Linked DNA regions of Oryctolagus cuniculus: region 1 is linked to region 2. Evidence: chromatin contacts called from public Hi-C data. All regions are on one chromosome and are shown on one strand. Each heading gives the region's core, a stretch centred on a gene start, on an enhancer-like site or on the middle of the called end of the contact. The rest is flanking DNA. Distances are from core to core; before and after follow the strand shown. Region 1 overlaps GIT1 (GIT ArfGAP 1). Region 2 overlaps NUFIP2 (nuclear FMR1 interacting protein 2).

Evidence for each region. Hi-C and Micro-C count contacts between places; a contact is called where the count stands out from the background.
Region 1: a Hi-C map of psoas muscle shows a contact between it and region 2, with 2.6 times the contacts expected there. The contact joins two enhancer-like sites. A contact is called at or near these places in 2 of 6 Hi-C or Micro-C datasets (psoas muscle and an unstated tissue).

What each region holds. Positions count from the first base shown.
Region 1 is chr17:45,038,966-45,045,154 of mOryCun1.1, reverse strand. It overlaps GIT1 (GIT ArfGAP 1), which reads left to right. Exons shown (of 21, transcript XM_051824591.2): 7 at 207-249; 8 at 1,710-1,736; 9 at 1,876-1,924; 10 at 2,259-2,331; 11 at 2,637-2,734; 12 at 2,984-3,095; 13 at 3,174-3,307; 14 at 3,412-3,564; 15 at 3,655-3,888; 16 at 3,965-4,018; 17 at 4,102-4,188; 18 at 4,299-4,372; 19 at 4,463-4,645; 20 at 4,749-4,812; 1 more. The coding sequence ends at 5,148. Among named protein-coding and RNA genes, the nearest start is that of ABHD15, 9.6 kb to the right of the region's middle. Within about 2 kb of position 1,389, at least 3 of the 8 cell types and tissues checked have an H3K27ac peak or open chromatin away from gene starts, as enhancers often do.
Region 2 is chr17:44,814,034-44,819,779 of mOryCun1.1, reverse strand. The region is part of intron 1 of NUFIP2 (nuclear FMR1 interacting protein 2); the gene reads left to right. Among named protein-coding and RNA genes, the nearest start is that of NUFIP2, 28 kb to the left of the region's middle. Within about 2 kb of position 2,504, at least 1 of the 8 cell types and tissues checked has an H3K27ac peak or open chromatin away from gene starts, as enhancers often do.

The sequences.
Region 1 (6,189 bases), core at 140-2,639, 230 kb before region 2:
TGCAGGCTCTGGGCTGCAGCAGGTTGGGGCCAGAGAGTGGGGGTGGGCCTAACTTCCAGCCAGCTCCCAGCGCTCTTGGGGTGGCCTGCCCTCCCCCTTCCCCCCCGACACTTCTGGGTGCCAAGCCCTGCTTGTGGCAGTGGGGTGGGCTCCCAGCTGCTGAGGCCACCCAGCACCAGTGACTTGGCATTTTTATTTTTGTTCAGATCACAAGAATGGGCATTACATCATCCCACAGATGGCTGACAGGTGAGTGCCCACCTGACGCCCCTTCCCAAAGGCTGTTGGATGCCATGCGGACGTTTGACCCCCAGAGGCCCCACCCCATCCTCTCCCCTGGTTTCAGGGGCCTGGGACCCCACCCCACCCCCATCCTGTCGGGGGGCTGGAGGCACAGGTATTTCAGAGCCTAGTCTTCACTCCTAATGCTGGGCCCAACGGCAGGTAAGGATTGCCAGCTCAGTACACGACCAGCACCACCTGAGCCGCTTGACTGCCCAGGGCACAAGGAGGGCCTCTCTGCTGGGAGGGTGGCTGCTGGGCTCTGACCCCACCTTACACAAACCTCTGTTCCGTAGTGAAAGATGGTAGGCTCCAGGGATTGACCCGCTCTGCGGCTACTGCCCAGGCCCTGGGCGCACACTCAGAAATCAGGCAAGGGCCATGCATGGCACAGGGTTTGAGTGAGGTGTTCCCGCCTCTGATCTGAGAGGCTGGGAGAGCCCCAGGTGGTAAGGACACCCCAGGCACTCATCCAGCTCAGGAGATGCATGCTAGTGCCACCTGGTGGCCATCTCTGGCCGCGGCGGTGTTCCACTGCCAGGCTGTAACTGGAGAGGAGCTTGCTCCCTCCCCTAGGAGCTGGTGTGAACAGATGCAGAGGGTCAGGCCTGGGCAGCAGGGATCCCTCAACCCAGACGTCCTGTTCTGAGACTCTCCCCATTGCTCTGGTCTGATTCTGCCTTGTGTGTGCGGCAAAAAGCCCGACTTGTGGGCACGCGCTCAGTGCAACATGGGCCGTGCACCTTCTCAGAGCCAGCAGCTACTCTGGGCACTGCAGTCACAGGCGGATGTCTGACATGTTCCCTGCTCTTGCTCCAGCTAGGGAGGCTGCCCGTCACTGCAGCTCTTGCCGACGGCAGGAGGCACAGGGGTTGGAAATACCACCCGGGATGGGGCGGGAGTCTCAGGAACACAGCCAGGGCAAGAGCCCAGGCCATTCCCAGGGCAGACGGGTTCCAGGCCCGGCGTGTGGGCTCAGCTGTGCCGTCCATGGGCTGTGGGACTGGAGGCAGGACGCTCAGCCCGTCTTGGCTACCTCATCTGAGGAGGGACTGGCAGAGCTGTTGAGAGGATTAAGTGAGATGATGCGTGCAAGGCATCCAGCCCGTACTTAGAAGTTCGCTTTCGGTGGAGGCAGGGCTGAGGCGTGCCCTGTGCACTGTTGGAATGTTGGGTCCCTACAGTGAGGGTGGTGCCACTGGGTGGGAAAGGCGCCCAGGCGAGAGGGAACGGCGCAGCACCTGGGGCGGGAGATGCCGAGGTGCTCCCGAGGTAGCCGAGAGCCCGTGAAGGGGCCCCAGACAGAGCAGGCAGGGTCGGGGTGCGTGCCGAGAGTGCCAGCTCCTCCCGAGGCGGCGCGAGCGGCCCTGCTGCTGGGTAACAGCTGCTGTCCTGTTCTTCCCTCTGCTGCCTTCCTCTGGACTTAGGTCTCGGCAAAAGTGCATGTCTCAGAGGTATAGAGGCTGTGGCGGGCGGGCGCGGGCGTCGCGGTCCTGTCTGCCTGGGAGCCCTGCATGCCTGGGAGGTCACCACAGGGGCCTGGCCACCTCTCACGGCCCTTCTTTCCCTTGCGTCTCCCCTCCTCGTCCCCAGCCTGGACCTGTCTGAGTTGGCAAAAGCTGCAAAGAAGAAGCTGCAGGCGGTGAGCACCCTGATGCTCGGAGCCCCCCACTAGCCCCCCCCGCCCCTGCACCCTTCCTGTCTTGGACCTCGGCTCTGCCTTCCATGTGCTAGGGCTCCCAGGGCCTTAGCCCCACCTCTGACCTACGAGGAATCAAGTAGTCCTGCTCCCTTCTGTCCTCGCCCTCCCTGGAGCTTGGACCCAAGCCCCTGCCTTGTTTTCCAGGTCTCAGAACACGGGGCTGGGTGGCAGCAAGGACACGAGCCTTTCCCCTGCCTCACGCCATCCTAGCCAGCTGGCCTGGCCAGCACTGGGGCCAGTGATCTGACAGAATCTCATCCCTCTCTGCCTCCAGCTCAGCAACCGGCTTTTTGAAGAGCTTGCCATGGACGTGTATGACGAGGTAGACCGGAGAGAGAATGACGCGGGTAAGTTCGGGGATGGCGGTCGGCCCGAGTGCCTCCCCTGCTGGGCCCTCAGTGGAACCCAGAAGAGGTGCCTGGCCGCGTCCCCGCTCCTCCCTCCCCTCTGCCCCCCACGTCACTGCCTCCTGGCCACAGCCAGATTCCAGCCTGAACTGGGGCTGCTGGATGGAGGGCGGGGTGGGCGTTGTTCTGTGCCTAGTCCCCCGCCAGCCTCATCCTGCATAAGCCTACCGCTCTGTTGAGCAGGCTCGGTGGGCATGGGGAGGCCCGGCCACCATGCTGATGGCCTCTCTGTCCCTCCCCCACAGTGTGGCTGGCCACCCAGAACCACAGCACACTGGTGACGGAGCGCAGCGCCGTGCCCTTCCTGCCGGTTAACCCGGAGTACTCGGCTACCCGGAATCAGGTCAGAGGGTGGTCTCTCCGTCCCCAGGAGCCCTGCCCTTCCTCAGCGCTCTGGGACTGGGCTCCTGCCCACCCTCGCCCCTCGCTGAGCTGGGGTTGGGGAACCAGGAAGACGTTGTTACTTTGAGTACTTGGCCTCTTCCCAGCGGGGCCCTGACGGACCAGCCCTGATTCAGGCGGGTGGCAGGGCAGTGCCTGGCGGCCCCGTCACTGCCAGTTAGGGGTCAGCGTGGTCTTCCCTGCCTTGCAGGGGCGACAGAAGTTGGCCCGCTTCAACGCCCGCGAGTTTGCCACCTTGATCATCGACATTCTCAGCGAGGCCAAGCGGAGGCAGCAGGGAAAGAGCCTGAGCAGCCCGACAGGTGCGGCGGGCGCGGCTCCCCCTGCCTGGGGAGACAGCCCAGGGGAGGCGCCCCGAGTGACAGGCCCTGTGCCCTCAGACCACCTCGAGCTGTCTGCACGGAGCCAGAGCGACCTGGACGACCAGCACGACTACGACAGCGTAGCCTCTGACGAGGACACGGACCAGGAGCCCCTGCGCAGTGCCGGCGCCACCCGGAACAACCGCGCCCGGGTCTGAGCACTGCCCCCGGCCCCAGCTCTACCTCCTCCCAGCGCAGGGATCGCCGGAGCCCCGGGCTGCGCCCGAGGGCTGACGGCCGGCGTGTCTCCCCACAGAGCATGGACTCCTCGGACCTGTCGGACGGGGCGGTGACGCTGCAGGAGTACCTGGAGCTGAAGAAGGCCCTGGCCACCTCGGAGGCCAAAGTGCAGCAGCTCATGAAGGTCAACAGCAGCCTGAGCGACGAGCTCCGGCGGCTACAGAGGGAGGTCAGCGCTGTCACCATGGCCACGGCCGGGGTTGTAGCGGGAGGGGGCCCGGCTGCGCCCCGCGGCCGACACACCGGTGTCCACCTGCAGATCCACAAGCTGCAGGCAGAGAACCTGCAGCTGCGGCAGCCCCCGGGGCCGGCGCCCACACCCCCGCTCCCCAGTGAGCGGGCGGAACACACCCCCATGGGGCCCGGCGGGAGCACCCACCGCAGGGACCGCCAGGCCTTCTCCATGTACGAGCCGGGCTCTGCCCTGAAGCCCTTCGGCGGCGGCGCGCCTGCGGACGAGCTCAGCACGCGGCTGCAGCCGTTCCACAGCTCCGTGAGTGCCCGCGGGCCTCGGGGCGGGGGCGGGGGCACCGGAGGCGAGCCCTGACGCCGCTGTGCTGACCCCGCAGGAGCTCGAGGACGACACCATGTACTCGGTGCATGTCCCTGCTGGCCTCTACCGGGTAAGCAGAGCCTGGGGCGGTCACACTGGGCACGCTGCGGGGGGTGGGGGAGGCGCTGACTCCAGCCCCGCCCTGCCTTGCAGATCCGGAAGGGGGTGTCTGCCTCAGCCGTGCCCTTCACGCCCTCCTCCCCGCTTCTGTCCAGCTCCCAGGAAGGAAGCCGCCACGCGGTAACGCCCGCCGCCCAGTACCCAAAGGGGGCTGGGGGCGACTGGGGGCGGGGGCGTGTGGGCCCAGGCCAGTCTGGAGCACTCACCCCCTGCCCCTCCACCCCCTTCAGAGCAAGCTCTCGCGCCACGGCAGCGGTGCTGACAGCGACTATGAGAACACACAGAGCGGGGACCCACTGCTGGGGTGAGCGCCCTGGGGTTTGCACCACAGCCCCCCACCCCGCCCCAGGTCAGCGCTGGGACCAAACGTCCCTCGTGTTTGACCCCGGGACAGGCTGGAAGGGAAGCGGTTTCTGGAGCTAGGCAAAGAGGAGGACTTGCACCCGGAGTTGGAGAGCCTGGACGGGGACCTGGACCCCGGGCTGCCCAGCACAGAGGACGTCATTCTGAAGACAGAGCAGGTCACCAAGAACATCCAGGAGCTGCTGCGGGCGGCCCAGGAGTTCAAGCATGACAGGTATGCCGGCAGGCCTGCCGCAGGAGAGGGGGGAGGGGCAGGCAGCCCCCAGCGTCCCTGGAAACCAGCCCGGAGAGCCCACTCGTTTCTGCCCTCCCTCCAGCTTTGTGCCCTGCTCAGAGAAGATCCATCTGGCTGTGACCGAGATGGCCTCTCTCTTCCCAAAGGTACAGGGGTCAGAGTGGGAGCCCGAGGGGTGGGGCAGACGTGGACAACGTGACAGCTCCCTGGGCAGAGGCACAGATGTGCTGGGCTTAAAGTCCAAGGCCCGGCCTCCCGTCTCCCTGCAGAGGCCAGCCCTGGAGCCGGTGCGCAGCTCCCTCCGGCTGCTCAACGCCAGCGCCTACCGGCTGCAGAGTGAGTGCCGGAAGACGGTGCCGCCGGAGCCTGGCGCCCCCGTGGACTTCCAGCTGCTGACTCAGCAGGTGATCCAGTGCGCCTACGACATTGCCAAGGCTGCCAAGCAGCTGGTCACCATCACCACCCGAGAGAAGAAGCAGTGACCACTCTCCCTACACCCTTACCTGCACCCTGGGACCTCACTGGCCACGGGAGCTGGGCCACTCCAGACACTAATCCCCACCCCACAGAGCCACTGGCACAAGTGCCCTTAGTGCTGCCGCCCTCCTCTGGCAGCCAGGCGCCCTGGTGCCCACCCTTTCAAGCCCCCAAGGATGGGGAGGTGGGGTGGCAGGACCTTCTGTCCCCCACATTCCATGTACCTCCCTCCCTGTACATAGCGCCCCTCCCTCCTAGCGTGCAGGGGCCTGCAAGGCGTCATTCCCAGCACCCTCAGCCTCGGGTCAGGGAGACACTCCCAGTGGGGCCGCTCCCCCTGCGTCACCCCACCCCCATGAGCCAGTTCAGCCCTACTGGGGGCTGAGTGGGGGCATCCCCCCCTGTACATACTCTCTGTGGATGTCCCTGCCCCGCAGCCACCAGCCCCCTTGCTGCTCTCCTCTCATGCCAAACGGCCCCTCCCGAGGGCACAGGCCCCAGCCTGCGTGCTGGGGGCCTCAGCAGCAAACACTGGAAAATCTTTCCTCTCCTCTCCCTACTCCTTAACTTTAACTTTGTGGTAACTGAGTGTCCCTGCGTGCCTGCGTGTGAGTGTGCGGGCGGCAGTGCCGTCCCGGAGGCCTGGTCCACCTGGAGCTTGGAGGGACAAGGGGACCAGAGTGGGGGAACCAGCATTGGGGGACAGCCTCCCTCCCCCCAGCCTGGGGCCAGAGACTGCAGGCTCACCAGCTGTGGTCCTGCCCTATGTCCCTCGTCATCGCTACCCCCACTGCACCCCTTCTCCATGAACTTCAAACAAGAAAACCACTTCTCTCCCTCCCTCCTCCTCTCCCTCCCCTGTGGAGGGGAAGGTGTGCTGGCTGGAGCGGAGGACAGAGCACCTGAGCCTGGGGCTGGCTCCCCGGGGTCCCCGACTCAGCTGGTGGCTGCGGAGCTGACGGTCCCCTCCCCTTAACCTCGTGGAGGCCAGCACCACCATCACTACCTGCACCTGCTGTGGTCCCACCCTCCAGGGGCCTGGGCAC
Region 2 (5,746 bases), core at 1,255-3,754:
AGTAGTGGAAGATGGCCCAAGTGCTGGGGCCCCTGTACCCACGTGGGAAACCCAGAGGAAGCTCCTGGCCCCTGGCTTTGGATTGACTCAGCTCCAGACATTGTGGCCATTTGGGGAGTGAACCAGTAGATGAAAGACCATTCTCTCTGTCTCTCCCTCCCTGTCTGTAACACTGTCTCTCAGATAAATAAATAAAATCTTGAGATAGAGTGAATGTGAATCAGTGATGAGCTGAATGTGGTAGAGATGAAAAAGAAGTAATCTGAGGTAATTCAGTGACTTTTGCTTATCTCCAGTGCCTACACTCCTTCTACCACACAAAGGCTTTTCAAAAAGTTCATGGAAAAATTGAATTCAAAGAGGTTTATTTGGGTGTAAAAATATTTAAATATTTTTTAAAGATGTATTTATTTACTTGAAAGGCAGAGTTACAGAGAGGCAGAGGCAGAGGCAGAGAGAAAGAGAGAAATCTTTCATCTGCTGGCTCTCTCCCCCAGTGGCCCTGTCAGAGCTGGGCCGATCCGAAGCCAGAAGCCAGGAACTTCTTCTGGGTCTCCCACACAGGTGCAGGGGCCCAAGGACTTGGGTCATCTTCTACTGGTTCCCCAGGCCATAGCAGAGAGCTGGGTCAGAACTGAAGCAGCTGGGACTCGAACTGGCTCCCATTGGGATGCCAGCACTGCAGGAGCAGCTTTACCTGCTTTGCCACAGTGCCAGCCCCATAAAAATATTTTGAAATCCACTTGTGGCTTTTCATTATACACATTTCCATGAACTTTTTTTCTTTAATTTTGATATATTTCTTGTTGAGGGGAGAGGGGGAGAGATCTTCCATCACTAGTTCACTCCTCCAGATGCTTGCAATAACCAGGACTGGGCCAGGCTGAAGCCAAGAGCTTTGAACTCCATCTGTGTCTCCCATGTGGGTGGCAGGGAACCAACTACTTGGGCCATCATTTGCTGATCACCTGCTGATTCCAGGGTCTGTTTAAGCAGGAAGCTTGGACAGGGAGTGGAACTGGGACCTGAACCTAAGCACTCCAAAATGAGGTGCGAGCATCCTGAGTGGCAGTTTAACTGCTGTGCTGAGTGCCTGCCCCTCCAGGAACTCTGTGAAGACCCAACATATGCATGGAGTTCAGAACCTTTCTGCAGCAAAAGAAACTTATCTTTTCATTCCATTTAATTGAACATTTTGAATACCCCGTGTGTCTACAAAGGATTGTGTGTTAGATGGGGAGCAGGGAGCCATAGGGTGAAGTTTGGAGGGAAGACCAAGGACAATTTGGAATGAGCCTTGTATGCTATTCTCATCAGTTTAGACTTTATTCTGGAGACTTCAGGGAGCCACTGAAAATATGTGAGCAGGGAAATAGCTTGGACTTATTGGCATATCAGCTTCCTCTCTAACACTTAAAAATTCCTCCAGGGGCCGGGGCTGTGGCTCAGTAGGTTAATCCTCCATCTGCGGTGCTGGCATCCCATATTAGGCACTGGTTCTAGTCCTGGCTGCATTTCTTCCCATCCAGCTCTCTGCTATGTTTGTTTTTTTTTTTTTTTTTTAATTTTTGACAGGCAGAGTGGACAGTGAGAGAGAGAGAGAGACAGAGAGAAAGGTCTTCCTTTGCCGTTGGTTCACCCTCCAATGGCCGCCGCGGCCGGCGCGCTGCGGCCGGCGCACCGCGCTGATCCGATGGCAGGAGCCAGGAGCCAGGTGCTTTTCCTGGTCTCCCATGGGGTGCAGGGCCCAAGCACCTGGGCCATCCTCCACTGCACTCCCTGGCCACAGCAGAGGGCTGGCCTGGAAGAGGGGCAACCGGGACAGAATCCGGCGCCCCGACCGGGACTAGAACCCGGTGTGCCGGCGCCGCTAGGCGGAGGATTAGCCTAGTGAGCCGCGGCGCCGGCCCTAGCTCTCTGCTATGGCCTGGGATAGCAGTAGAGGATGGCCCAAGTCCTTGGGTCCCTGCACCCATTTGGGAGACCCGGAAGAAGCTCCTGGCTCCTGGCTTCCGATCAGTCCAGCTCCCGCCGTTGTGGCCATTTGGGGAGTGAACCAGCAGATGGAAGACCTCTCTCTCTGTCTCTCCCTCTCACTGTCTGTAACTCTACCTGTCAAATAAATAAATAAATAAAATCTTTAAAAAAAAATAAAAGTTCCTCCAAAGCTAAATCACCAGTTTAAGAATGAGGATGCCCTGATCTTTTTTTTTTTTTTCATACTCTGTCCTCTAGTGGCAAGAGGAAAAACAGCAAGCTCAAGCTCTAACCCCACAGGTTAGTAAGGACCAGGCAGCTTTGATTTGCCCTCAAAGTCATTCCTCCTGTATGGCTCAGGAAGTTTTGTTGCTCAGTTTCCAGCAGAGTATCCATTCATCCCGATTTCCCCTAGCTCACTGACACAGCTATGGCTCTGAGTGACAGCTGTCTTCCGGGAACTCTTACCAGCCTGGTTCCCAACCTCTCAACTGACAACTGCATTCTGGGTCGCTTTGGAGCGCCCTTGCTGTGCAGATCTCTGTCAGCAGCCATGAGGAATCAGCAAAAGCGAACACTGCTGCCCTCAGGTGGGAACCTGGTGAAGTGCGCATTGCGCTTTTGGAACCCTTCCCTCTCAGAAAGATGATTCTTTAAACTTATTAAAGTCCTAGTACGCATCTGCTTCCTTCACATTTGAGTTGTGAAAAGGATAAGGCCTCCTTTGCCTCAAATTTAAGGAAGCAATGTGGAGGGAGAACAAACAGAAGTTCCTCTTCTCTGTGAATTTCATTGTCATCATCATCACCCTTTCACCATTTGAGCACCAGACACCGAAAACAACTTTGCAAAGGCTTGAAAATAGAAGGCATGAATTTCAATTTTTAAAAAAGGATTTATTTATTTATTTGAAAGGCAGAGCAACAGAGAGAGGGAGAGACAGAGAAAGAGAGATCTTCCATCCACTGGTTCGTTCCCCAAATGCCCACAACAGCCAGGACTAGGACAGGCCAAAGCTAGGACAGGCACTCCATTCAACCCTCCTGCATTCTTGGTAGGATTTAAGTACTTGAGCCATCATCTGCTGCCTCCCAGACACATTAGTTGGGAGATGGATTAAAGTGGAAGCAGTTGAGACTCCGACCAGGCACAGGATTCAGCCGTCTTCAAGAGGCAGCCCAACCCACTGTGCCACAATACCTGCCTTGGATTTTGATTGTTTGTTGCAGCAAAATGAACATCTTATATTTTATTTTTATTTTCATTTTATTTGGAAGGCAGAGACAGAGACAGGCAGACAGAGGTTTTCCATCTGTTAGTCCTCTCCCCAAATGCCTGCAATAGCAGGGGCTGGGCTAGGCTAAAGCCAGGAGCCCAAAGTCCATCTTTGTCTCTCACATGGATGACAGGGACCCAAGTAGTGGAGCCATTGCTTGCTGCCATTCAGAGTTGCACTAGCAGGAAGCTGGGATCAGAAGCAAAGTCAGGACTTGAATCCAGGTACTCTGATATGTGATGTGGGTATCCTAAATGCTGTGCTAAATACCCACCCCTAACTTATCTTTTAATTCCATGTTCTGCAGTCTTTTTGAAGTACCTTCATGTAGGGCAAGCTTTGCAAGAATGTCTCCTGCTTTCTTTAAAGAGATATTCTCTTTCACTACTTTATAGCCAGTCCCTATGCCCCCAGAGTCCTCATGTTTTAAGATACAGCTCTGATAATATCCATCTTAGGAGTCTTATTAATCTATGCAGCTTAGAAACAAATACTGGAATTGCTTCTCAAAAGTTCAGATTGATTTAAATATCCACTGGCAATATCCCTTTGGCATCCTCTCCAGTTTTAAAGAACTTGGGTCACCATCTCCTCCACTCATTGACTCAGCACTTAGTGGCAAAGTGACCCTTTAAATCTCATCTCAGCTAAGAAAGCTTCTCTACCTCCCAATATTGTGATTTTATGAATTAAACACTGATGCTTTTCTGACTTCACACATATATACCACCCACAGACAATTTATTCCACAATTTCTTTTAAAGCCAGGGGCTTTAAGATTTCTGACCGACAGATCCCTCCCCCATCCAAGCCCTCTATTCATCCAGGAATTTGTGATGGAAATAGTACTGCATGCTAGAGTAGAGCTGCATACCAGGGCTGCTGAGAGTGGAGTGGCTGTTGCCATGGGGGCAAAAGCGTTTGTACAGCACTGCTGTGAGGTAGTAGGAAGGCAGAAGAAGGCCCAAGGGTTGTTTAGATTCAGAGCTGAATAGAGGGATAACAGAACTAGCCCCCTCATTTTACAGATGAGGAAACTGAGGCCCCAAGGCTAAGTTAAATAACTTACTCTAGGCTCTTGGGCAGGTTAGAGACAGAGCTGTGCCTCTTGCAATGTATCACTCTCTTCAATGAAATAGCCACACTGGTTCTGGCTGAGTGAATGCTTCTCCAGCCAGTTCTGCTAAAGTCACTGTGCTATTGCAGCATCCTCAACCCCAGGTAGAAGGGCCAGGAAATGTGAGACTGGCAACAATGGATATGTAAATATCTTTGCATTTGTATGCATGCCTATGCTTGCATCAAATTACAAGTGCACACCTGAGGGTGATTGTGCTGACTGGCTATTTGTGTAGCTCTCTGGTTACTGAAAGTCATTAGACCTCAGTTTCCTCAGGAGTGAAATTCAAATAAGAAATAATACTTATCTCCGGGCCGGCGCCACGGCTCACTAGGCTAATCCTCCGCCTTCCGGTGCCGGCACACCGGGTTCTAGTCCCGGTCGGGACGCCGGATTCTGTCCCGCTTGCCCCTCTTCCAGGCCAGCTCTCTGCTGTGGCCAGGGAGTGCAGTGGAGGATGGCCCAGGTGCTTGGGCCCTGCACCCCATGGGAGACCAGGAGAAACACCTGGCTCCTGCCATCGGATCAGCGCGGTGCGCCGGCCGCAGTGCGCCGGCCGCGGCGGCCATTGGAGGGTAAACCAACGGCAAAAGGAAGACCTTTCTCTCTGTCTCTCTCACTGTCCACTCTGCCTGTAAAAAAAAGAAAAAAAAAAGGAATAATACTTATCTCAAAGGAATAAATGAGGAGTCCACTGCAAGTTAAGCAGCCGCCTGCAATGCCAGCATCCCATATGAGTGCTGGTTCCAGTCCTGGCTGCCTGTCCAGACCACTTGTGATCCAGCTTCCTGCCAATGTGCCTGGGAAAGCAACTGAAGATGGCCTAAGTGCTTGGGCCCCTGCCATCCCTGTGGGAGATCCAGGAGTTCTAGGCTTCTGGCTTTGGCCTTGCCCAGCTTTAGCCTTTGTGGCCATTTGGGGAGTGAACCAGTGGATGGAAAATCTGTCTTTTCCAATCTCTTCTCTCCCTGTAACTCTGCCTTTCAAATAAATAAAGATATCTTTAAAAAAAAGAAAAAGGTTAAATGAGATGATATAGTATTTAAAGTACTTAGCATAGTAGCTGGCTACTATAATACGTGTTTGATATGATACTGTTTCTGTTATGTCTTTTTGTAGTGGAATGTATCAGGGACTGTCCTCAAGGTACTGAGCTAAATGCTTTAATTTTTTCATTTAATTTTTACAGCAACCCTTTGAAGTAGAGTTCTTCATTATCTATGCAATGCCAATGAGAAAACTAGGCATAGAGAGGTGAGCAACTTGCTCGGAAGCTGCTGAGCAAGAATCAAAACCATGTGTGTTTAATGTTGATGAGCAATCACATTGTTGTACCTCTCTCATAGAAAACAGAGGATAAGTTTTCTGTTCTA